3 separate regions of the Mus musculus genome follow, and regions 1 and 3 are each linked to region 2. A link is a contact called in public Micro-C and promoter capture Hi-C data. All regions are on one chromosome and are shown on one strand. The core of a region is the stretch at or near the end of the contact, and the rest is flanking DNA. Distances in the headings are between cores, read along the strand shown. Region 1 holds the start of Gdf10 (growth differentiation factor 10). Region 2 holds the start of Prrxl1 (paired related homeobox protein-like 1). Region 3 holds the start of Gprin2 (G protein regulated inducer of neurite outgrowth 2).

What was found. Promoter capture Hi-C pulls out the DNA fragments that hold promoters and counts their contacts. A called contact is a pair of places that touch in the nucleus more often than the background predicts.
Region 1: a Micro-C map of embryonic stem cells shows a contact between it and region 2, with 2.4 times the contacts expected there. The contact joins the promoter of Gdf10 here to the promoter of Prrxl1 in region 2. A contact is called at or near these places in 1 of 39 promoter capture datasets (embryonic stem cells) and 1 of 484 Hi-C or Micro-C datasets (embryonic stem cells).
Region 3: a promoter capture Hi-C map of stem cell-derived epiblast-like cells shows a contact between it and region 2, with 4 times the contacts expected there. The contact joins the promoter of Gprin2 here to the promoter of Prrxl1 in region 2. A contact is called at or near these places in 2 of 39 promoter capture datasets (hippocampal neurons and stem cell-derived epiblast-like cells).

What each region holds. Positions count from the first base shown.
Region 1 is chr14:33,922,301-33,925,603 of GRCm38.p6, forward strand. Gdf10 (growth differentiation factor 10) reads left to right here and starts at 1,287. Exons shown (of 3, transcript NM_145741.3): 1 at 1,287-1,902. The coding sequence starts at 1,596. It overlaps Gm30031 (a long non-coding RNA gene), which reads right to left and starts at 799. Exons shown (of 4, transcript XR_001781214.1): 1 at 1-799.
Region 2 is chr14:32,597,806-32,601,102 of GRCm38.p6, forward strand. It overlaps Prrxl1 (paired related homeobox protein-like 1), which reads left to right and starts at 1,603. Exons shown (of 7, transcript NM_001347590.1): 1 at 1,603-1,741; 2 at 2,141-2,259. The coding sequence starts at 2,226.
Region 3 is chr14:34,199,650-34,203,006 of GRCm38.p6, forward strand. Gprin2 (G protein regulated inducer of neurite outgrowth 2) reads right to left here and starts at 1,984. Exons shown (of 2, transcript NM_183209.2): 1 at 1,761-1,984.

The DNA of each region.
Region 1 (3,303 bases), core at 37-2,536, 1.3 Mb after region 2:
TCTGTGGACTCCTCTCCTAAAGAATGTTTTTAAATGCACAAAATGGAATTCCCAAGTTAACAGAGAAAACCAACAGTACTCTAATATATAAAAATATCTTAAAGCACCTCTGCAGCATGACAATAATAAATATTCTATTTCATTAATTCCTTAATTAGCAGGGCCCAAGACTTGTTGTAATTTCAATAGTGTTTAAGCAAAAAATTTACTTTGGGAAATCTGGAAAACCTTCCCAGGTCCAATGAAAATATCTAACTAATGTCTATCTGTGAAAAGCCACAGCACTTGCCACTATGACTGCTTTCTTGTTCACATAACATTAGAAATTACTATGTTTCAGTTAAAGTTGGTAAAAATGACCAGATCTTCCCCCACCAGGACCCCGAATTCTATCTATAGGGAGGTAAGTTTGCTAGAGTGAAGCACCTTTGGGGCTGCCCTTCTGCCCCGGGACTAAGCTGCCCTAGCAGGGGTCAGCGACACCCTACACCAGCACTTCATTCGGAACTCTTTTTCAAGAAAACTGTGGGCTTTTTCTCCTCCTTCCCTGACGCTTTGAAACTTTTTACAAAGTAAATTGAAAGCATGCCCTTTTCTTTTTTAAGCAATCCTGTCCGATGTTTTCTACAGACCTTTCCTGTGTGTCTTCAACAAGTGGAAACACCGTTGCCAAAGAAAGGGTCAAGTTAACCTGATGATTCTAATTTTGTGTTTTGATCAAGATCTTGCTTCCACCGATTTAGGTTGGTTGAGCTTTGGAAACACACACACACACACACACACACACACACACACACACACACACCTTCTGTTGTTAAATCGCCGGAGCTCCTGTTCCCAAGACTGCACCTTTGCATTTTGAGCACACACTAGCTCAGAGACAACTAGGCACACATGGCCTCTGGGTCCTCATGGGGGAGCTGTCATCTTCCAACCACATAGCCATAGCATGCCATTGCAGGGACAACCCCGCAGGCGGGCCCCCTCCAAAGCCCGCCCAGCCCCCGCGACGCCCTGGCTCAGCTGCAGGCAGCGACACTCCGGAGCCGGCTGCGGGGCTAGTCTCCGGCTCTCGGCGGGGGAGCGGGGAGCGCGCCCGCCCACACCCACGGCCCCCACACTCGGGAGCGCACACCCCGGCGCGCGCACGCCCGCACACCGGGACGCACGCACAGCACACCGGGGCCACAGACCGTCTCTTGGCGGCGGCGAGTGGGGACACAGCAGGATCCCCGCCCCCCGCACCCCCGAGGGCGCTATCGGCCACCTCGCCCCGCCCCGCCCCTCGAACTCGCCAGTCCCGGCGCCGCTCCGTGGGCTGCAAAGTTTGCAGCGCGAGGCCGTCAAGGGAGCGCGCCGGCGCGGGCTCGGCTGAGCTCCACGCGGCTCAGGATAGCCGTGGTCGCTGGCCCGGCGGCGCGGATGCTCGGCGCACAGCGCTGCTACAGAGAGCCAATCCCGATACCTCGAGTGGGGTCATCCGGGCTGTCCGAGTCCCACAGGGACACTCCAGCCGCGGACGAGGTGCACAGCCAACACTGAGCCCTCCTTGTCTGTTCTCCTGGGCTCAGACCCTTCACCACCGTTACTCAGCCATGGCTCCAGGTCCTGCTCGGATCAGCTTGGGGTCCCAGCTGCTGCCCATGGTGCCGCTGCTCCTGCTGCTGCGGGGCGCAGGCTGCGGCCACAGGGGCCCCTCATGGTCCTCATTGCCCTCGGCAGCTGCCGGTCTGCAGGGGGACAGGGACTCCCAGCAGTCACCCGGGGACGCAGCAGCCGCTCTGGGCCCAGGCGCCCAGGACATGGTCGCTATCCACATGCTCAGGCTCTATGAGAAGTACAACCGAAGAGGTGCTCCACCGGGAGGAGGCAACACCGTCCGAAGCTTCCGTGCCCGGCTGGGTAAGTAGAAGATGCACCGGGAGTCCTAATCCATCAGTTCTCTATCTGTTTTCTCTGTTCCTTCGCAGCTTTCTTCTCCCTTCCTTTCTTGTACTGACTTTTAATTCATCTTTCCACTGACAATCCACTCAGTTCCCTGAACCAGGCCAGAGCTTGCAGTTGGGACAAGTGGTACTTGGTGGCAGACCTCCTGTCCCTGGGAGCTTGCACAACTGCTGGACAACTATCAGCATATACTCAAGGCTTTAGGCACAGAATGGAGATGGGCATGGACTGAGGACCATCCGTGCCATAAGTTGTGCTGGCACTTGCTGTATGGGGGTCACAGGGATTGCTCAGCGAGTCACAAGGCAGCACCAGTGGAAGTGCCAAGCACGGAGCCCGGATAGGAAGCTTGATTTGGGTAGCAAGAAAGCACAGAGCACTAAGAGCCTGTGACCTCAGGACGGAAAACTTCAGAAGAAAGGTCTCAGAAAAGGTCCAGAAGCACCTTGCCCAGGTCCTGGTCCATGCCCCACTTTACTCTCTTCACACCTAGGGATGAACTTGCCAGAGGCCATTTGACAGAGGCTCTCCCCACCCTCTTCTTAGGGAAGGTGGCTCTGAGCCCCAGCCCACTAACTTTGGGCTGAGAAGCCCTTGCAAGGCCCGGGCTAAGTGCGGGAGTGCTGAGGAAGTGAAGTCTGGGAAGCAGGTGGTGAGAAGACCCTGGTTGTCATGGTGACTGCTCATGGTTTCAGAATGCCTTTCCAGAAAATGTGGGCAGGGGTCTCCTGCAGTCCTGTCTGGGAGGAGGCCGTTCCCCAGGAGAAAAATCCTTCTGTCTGCGCTCTTCTTTCCCAAGGTCGATAGGCGCAAACCTTGGCGATCTTCGAGGCTGACCTGTACAGCCCCAGGGCTTCCCACCTGCTGCTCACTGGGCGCCATCTTGGCTTCCGATTCAGACAGAACATGGGTAATGGGGCATCTTTTCCAAAGAACAGAGCCTTCGTCGTACCAGGATGTGTTCCTAGGTTCTAGGCCAACTCTGGCCTCCCTGGGACCTTTTAGTCAATGCCTGGCATTCGTTTCTGGAGAAGCTTTATTAAAGTAAGCCCCTTAAGGAACATTTGGCACTATTGAGTTAAATCATTAAAACTATGTGGACTTGTTTGTACTTTATAAAATGGGCAGCACACAGCAGCATCCCCCTTTCTGGGGTGGAAGAAAGATGAAATGGAGTAATACTGTACGTCCAGCGCCCTGGCCAGATTGAGTAGTGTTGTAATGCTTGGAACAGAAAGTACTGTGATTGGTGCTTTGTGTTCCTATAGGCTTGAACTTGACCTGTGTTGCCCATTAACTCTTGCCCCTGGAACCTTGAAGTGCAAACAGAAAGGTCGTCAGGGGTCACCACTGCAA
Region 2 (3,297 bases), core at 353-2,852:
GCCGGACCCGCGAGTTCGTCGTGGCCTGGGACCGAGAAAGGGTCTGCTCCGGGCCTCGAAGCTGTGTACTGGCCGGGTGGTCGCGCCATCCACCGCACGGGGCGGCTTGGCTCGCCGACGTTCTCCACTCGGGCCCGCCGCTTGGTCTTGCGGGAGTCTGTGGCCCTGGAGGAGAGCTGGCGCGGCGGGTCTGTTCGCTCCGAGCCGAGCAGTCATTTTCCAGCCTCTTCTTGCTCCCAGCAGGGCCGATTCCGGCCGGGAGCGGCTGAGCCTAGAAAGGGCCGCTTGAGTGCAAGAGGCCCAGCCCAGCCTTGAGTCCGCCGGAGCGGTGCCGCGTTTCTTCCTGGCTGTTTTCCCAGGGGTGTCCACTGGCCGGCCAGAGCCTCAGCACTCAGTTCTCCAGCTCCGCGCTACTTGCCCCGGTCGCTGGTCCACGAGTGGGCCCGCCAGGCCTTTTGTTTCCAAAGCTCTGTGTCTTTAAGATCAAGGGTGGATCTCAGGCCGGGCAGGGACCCGACCCACCACTCCGCCAAGGCTCTCAAACGCAGCATTAGAATGTTTATAAAATATTCAATTTATGTAGTCTGTCCAAGAAGCCATTGTCCCAAAATAAAATCGGCAGTCTAGACGGAACACAGACACCAGAACTTATCAACAGTTGTCTGATTCGCATCTTCTGATGCATCTTGAGTGGGTCATAATACCAACTTTATTTTCAGTGGTGCATAAATTAATTACACGCATTTAATAACCAAAATATCATTATATTCCCCCTTTAATATCATAAAGGCTTTCCGCCAGGGAAGCACTTAATAGTGCAGGGGGCCGTAACGGGCTATTATCCTGGTGTAATGCTATTACAGAACCAATTATGCGCCATTAGACTTGCTTTTTTTGCAGTTTATGTGATTTGATCCAATCCCGCGCCCCTGACTTGAAAATTTCAACCCGGTACTTTAGAGTTTAATTTTCACCCAGGCAGAGAGAAGGGCGGTCTCTCTCCGCTGAGTGTCTGCCTCGGATGCATTTTAAAAGTAATTGCGAAGGGTCCCACTGCATATCATTTGCAGGGAGAAGCGAACATAAATTCAGGGACCCCTTGCTGAGAACAAAATCAAACTTTCCTTTTGTACGATCGCTTGGAAAGGGAAGCCGTGTGCAAAGAGTACCCCCAAAACCCATCCGGCGGCGACAATTAGCAGCGCTTTGGTAATTTTGCAGTCCTGGAGTCTCCAGGCCTCTGACAAGGGCGAGCCCAAATCCAATCTCACTCAGAGAAAGAAGGGTTGAGACTGAGGGGGCCCAGAGGGCTGGGGTTGGGGTGAGTGTTTAAAACATAATCTCTTTTGGGTGGGGGATGATATTGGTAGCTGTTGTTTTTATCTTCGTTTAAAAGAAAAAAAGGGAAAAACATTCCTGATGTTTGCTGAGAAGTGACGGATTTTTTTTTTTTTTTACACCACGTGGGCCATTTGTAAGGCCCAATAGACCTATCCAAGTTACTCGCTGTAGACAGCGCTGGAAATAATCAGATTAAGGCCAATTATGCGTGAGATTATAAAGGCGAGTGCTGAGCGGCGGCGCGCGCTGTAGACAGACAGCAAGACATCTGGCCACTTCCCCAGTCACTTCTCTGGTCCTGCGGGCGCCAGCAGCGCCAAGCCCCGCCCGCCGCCAGCCGAGCCCCGCGTGCGGACTAGAGGCGAGCGCACTCCGGCCTTCTCGCCCGCCTCCCGCAGAGGTAGGCAGGGTTCCCGTGCTGCTCCCCCGGCTCCCTGCGCTGGGCCTTGGGACTTCACCGGCTTTTGGCCCGAGCTGCTGCGCTTGCAGATGGCCTTGCGCGATCGCCGGACCCAGCTGCGGTGGCCAAGTGCAGGGCTTGTGGTTGGGACCCCTGAGAACCAGGAGCCAGACTGTGCCCAGCTTGGTGAGGGCGCGGTTGTCCAGCAGCAGGACCTATGCCGAAGGCTGACCGTAGGGTCGTGGCTTGGGAAGGGAGGTGCAACCACTTCTCCCACCATCCCCGCGGTGGCCCCAGGGGACCAAGGGCTTCGGGAAGGGCTTAGTAGGAGGAGCACTCCCTGTGATCCTCGGGGTGTGCGGGCAGGAGACTCAGGCTCTATTGCTGTTTGCTTTGCAGCCAGGCCGGAGCCACGCACAGGCACAAGTCTGCCAGGCCGCTACCAGCCCTGGTCCAGCCATCAGGGCCCATCCGACCGTCGGCGATGTTTTATTTCCACTGTCCGCCACAGCTAGAGGGTGAGTAAGCGCCGCTTTCCCGGGCTGTTTGGCCAGGCCAAGCTAGCCAAAAGGGCCGGGCCACAAAAGGGTTGATAAGTATTGGGGTCTTCGCCCCACAAGGTGGCAGCCTCTTGGCAGGGTTTAGGGGTACCCTTAGCCCCCCCCTACATCCAGCTCCATCCCTCCGCCCTGGTGCCACCTGCCTCCCACCTCCCTCTCCGCCTGGGTCGCGCTGCCCCGGGCTATGGGTGCCTCAGGGACGCCTGGTCCTCCCAGCACAGATGCTGGTGTCACGCCTCTAATCGGGGCTCCTCCGCCCAGGGGGCCCGCATCAATCTTTCACGGTGTTTTGCTAACATCCCAGAAAACCAAAGCAAGTTGAACTGCCCTCTGAGTCCTGGGCTCCACTACGTGTCAGGAAGGGCCTACTCTCACCCTGGGCGTTGGCAAGAGTGCTCCGGGATCGCACACGAAATTCTGGACAACTTAAAGTCAGTTTCTAGCGGCAAAGCTGTCCCTGGATGCAAGCTCCCTGATAGTTACCTGTCAGGAGTGTCCAGGAATAGTTTCATCTCAGCGATTTACTGAATTTCTGACTACAAATGACCAGCTCGTCAGCCCCCAGGACCAGGGTCTGGTTGTTTAAGGTCTCTAGACCTTAGGGGGGAAATGCCTTTCCCTATTCCTGGTGTGTTTTCTTCTCCCAGTTGTTAAGTGGGGCAGGGGTAGTGAGAAGTGAGAGAAGCTTGCATCCCTGGGTGTCTCTAACCAGGGCCTGGGAACCAAAGGGTGAGTTCTTCCTGGCAGTGATCTGTAGCGTCAGGTGTACATACTCCCCCCCCCCTCGCTCCCCCCCCCCCCCCCCCGTGCTTGTGCTGTGGTTTGGAGGAGACACTCAAAGGTTTATAATTCCGGGACACTTGTCCACCTTGCTGTAGGTTGCCTTGAGCAGTCTTCAGTCTCAGCCACGATTTGGGAAAGTTTGTTTTCATTTTCTATATACAAGCCCTTAAGAGTCCAGCAGAGTTTGCTAAAGGAAGCTAGCTAGTGGGGAGA
Region 3 (3,357 bases), core at 734-3,233, 1.6 Mb after region 2:
AGAGAGCTCAGTGGTTAGGGACACATACGGCTCACGCACACACACTCACATTGGTCGGCTCTCAGCTCTCTGCAGCTTCAGTTGCAAAGGATCAAACACTCCTACTCACATGCACATACCCACACACTCTCTCCTGGGAAGGCGTTTTAGCCCCACACAAAAGGCAGACACACAGAGGTATCCAAGAGCACTAGTGTTGAGTAATACCTTAATGTCCTTTCTCCCACCGCGTCTAATGCAAACGCTGTGACAGCTGTGGATGACATCGTGTGGTCACTGTCCTCGGGTTCTACTGTCAACAACTAGAGTCAACCACCCTCACATGCAGCAACTATCAATGCCATTTTGAAGAAACACCCCCCTCCCCCCAGTTTTTCAGAAACTTCCAGACTAGCCCAAGCCTGAGTCCGTGGGCTCCACTTGGTTAGAAATTCTGATTCTCTCCCCAGCTGAGAAGCCTATACCTTAGGGGTGGACTGGGGAAGGCTTCTAAAGGGCCTATCTCAGACCACACTAAGTCATTCATGCAAGCAGCAGGCGCTTAGATGACAACCTCTGTGTCCAGAAAGCCACAAAAAGGCAAGCAAGTCGACAAAGGAGGGAGCAGGGTGTGAGAGGAGAATCAGGACTGCTCACAGAGTTAACATAAGGAAGTTGAAAGGCCCAGGTAGGGATAGCCCCTACAGATACCTCAAATCCCTTGTAGAGAGGGGTGTGGCCACCTACAACTAGTGGTTTGATCATGCCAGCGTGCAAATAAACGGCCTAACAGGAACACAAGCCGAATGGAGAACGCAGCAAGAGACATCCCTTAAGGTGGGTGGGGCAGCTCCAAGAATAAAATCAGTCCCTCGTAGCCTCTAACCTTATCGAGATGGCATAGAACCTAAAGGCAGAGAAATGCCAGGAAAGGGGTATGCATGAGAAAACAAGCTCCAAGACGCCACCCTGCTCACCATAGAGAAACCCCTAAGAGTCCCAGAACGCCTAAGAGTCCCAGGGCCTGAAACCTGTGAGGGTTTGCTCACTCAGGTGCTAACAGTGGGCTGAATGTGTCTCAGGGTCAACTGCAACTGCAGGAGGCCACTAAGATTGTACCTGCACTCCCCAGCACAGTGCCCCAGCATGGACACACGCCTCACTGTGGCCATGGCACAGGCGGGTTTACAGTGTGAACCTGCAGGAAAGAACGTTCATTCACAGCAGCACTCCGCATGCCAAACACAGGCCGCCCCTGCTGCGGTCAAAGGCCTGAACGCACCACACACCACGCAGCCTCCCTGGCCAGGGCTCCCTTCCCCGAATCTCCAGAGCAAAGCCCACAGTGGTCTTAGGGAGAAGTACACAACCCAAGTCTCGGATCTAGGCTACAGACCTTTCCAGGACAAAGACTCAAAGGATATGGGGCAGTGAGCTCGCTGGTAGGGATGCTCCTGAGCAGAAGAGGGCGGGGCGCTGGCAACAGAGGACAGGGTGGGGGATGCGGATGGAAGAGAGGAGAACCCGGGAGGGAAGAAGCAAAGGAAGGCGGGGTGGAGGCCGATGGGCTCCGGTCCGGGGCAGAGGAAAAACAAAAACAAAACCCGGAGACTGGGCAAAGGGAACGTGGAAAAGAGAACCGGAGAGGGCAAGGGGGAGGCAACCGTGCGGAGGAATGCGGCGCAGACAGCGGTGAGGAAGGGGTTCGGGGGTTCAGGAAGGGGGGCGCCGCCCACACCACCCCAGCACCCACCACGGCTCGTGTTGAGCCAGCCTCTCACCCTGTCGCCTCCAGGGCCGCAAAGGCCGGCGGAAGCGCTGCTCCTGCGGCCGCCACAGGTGCCCGTCGCCAAGATGGAGCCGCACTGGGTCTAGCCCCGCCGTGGTGCAGCCGGCCGCGGAGCCTGCGCTGCCAAGGGCCAGAAGGGGAAGCTGTCACCGGTACCCGGAGCAGGGGTGCTGGGGGTTTGAGGGGGGCGACTCACTCACCTAGGCGCGCCCCGCCTCTTCACGGCTCAGCGTCCCGGCCCCGCCCCCTGCCTCGGCTCCGCCCATGTCATTCCCTTAGGCTCCGCCCCCAAGACTGCCCATCCCCCCTTCCTGACCCTTCCCCCCCGCCCCCCCCCCCCCCAGCAAGGCTGTTTTCTCACTGGGCTCATCCATTTTGTGCAACCTTCCCGACAGAGCCGGCCGCTGTGTTCCAATCTCCCACCCCTAAAGGGCGCCATCGTCCTGCCCCAGTCCCTCCGTGCCCCACCTTGCCTTGCGTGGCTAGCTCCGGCAAATCCTCCAGGTCCCAAATTCACATCCTTAGAGATTTTCAATCCCTTGCTCTGACACCAGAATCCATTGACATTCCCTGTGGCCCCGCCCCCCCCCCATGTCCTTTATCTTCCTGCCCCACCTCTCACAATTCTTGGGCCTCCCACCCACCTCTTGAGACCTTTCCCCAGGTCTTGCTCTCTAGAGGCCTTGCCTGTTAGGGAGTCTTCAGGCCTGCTGGATCCAACAGCATGCTCTCAGCTCTAGACTCACCTCAGGGAGAAATCCAAGCTTGATCCAGTTCTTGAGGTTTACAATTGCAGTGTGGTCCTTAAGGAGTACCTGCCCAGCTTCATAGTCCCAAAGTCACACCCTCAGCCATGTCCTTCAAGGTCTACATTCTTGATAACCTGTCAGTCTATCCACTTCCAGGACCATTTCCACCCTTGCCCTCTGACCCAATCCCACGCTAGGATGGTTTCGCAGCCTACCTCAGGGATGCAAAGAGCTGACATGCACAGTGACTCCCAGTGGGGAGAGACCTCACTGGAGCCTCAACTATTTTCCTGTAATTCCCTGCAGTTCTGATATTTCCTCCCTAGATCCCACTGTGTCCCTTCCTAAAAGCTCTACCGATTCTGGGTTGCCTGATCCCATGGAAAGTCTAGGATCCCTATTAGCTTTGCTCCAGCATCCCCAGACACACAGGACAGGAAGCTACCCCACCTAGATCTGACCAGACCCAGTCCACCATCAAGGAGTCCCCAGGTACCCAGGGCCACAGGGTAAGAGGAGACTGGGCTTCTTCTGAGTCCCCATCTCAGAGAACTAAGTCCCAGTGTCACACTCCTTTGTTGACAGCAGCCCTGGAGCCCCAACTTGCCTAGGGTTGTTTACACTCTTCCCATGCAGTTATGGGGAACCAACACCATCTTTGTCTCTCTCCTAGTTATGGATGGCTTCACTATCTTCTCAGAAAGTCCTAGATTTCCTCCAGTCACCCCTTCCCAGCAGGTCCTCAAAGCATTCTCTCCAGTTTGGGAAAACAGCCATCCTGGAAGAGCTAAGCACCCTGACAGGGCTGCACAGGCCTGTGGAAGCTCTGCTTCTACAGCC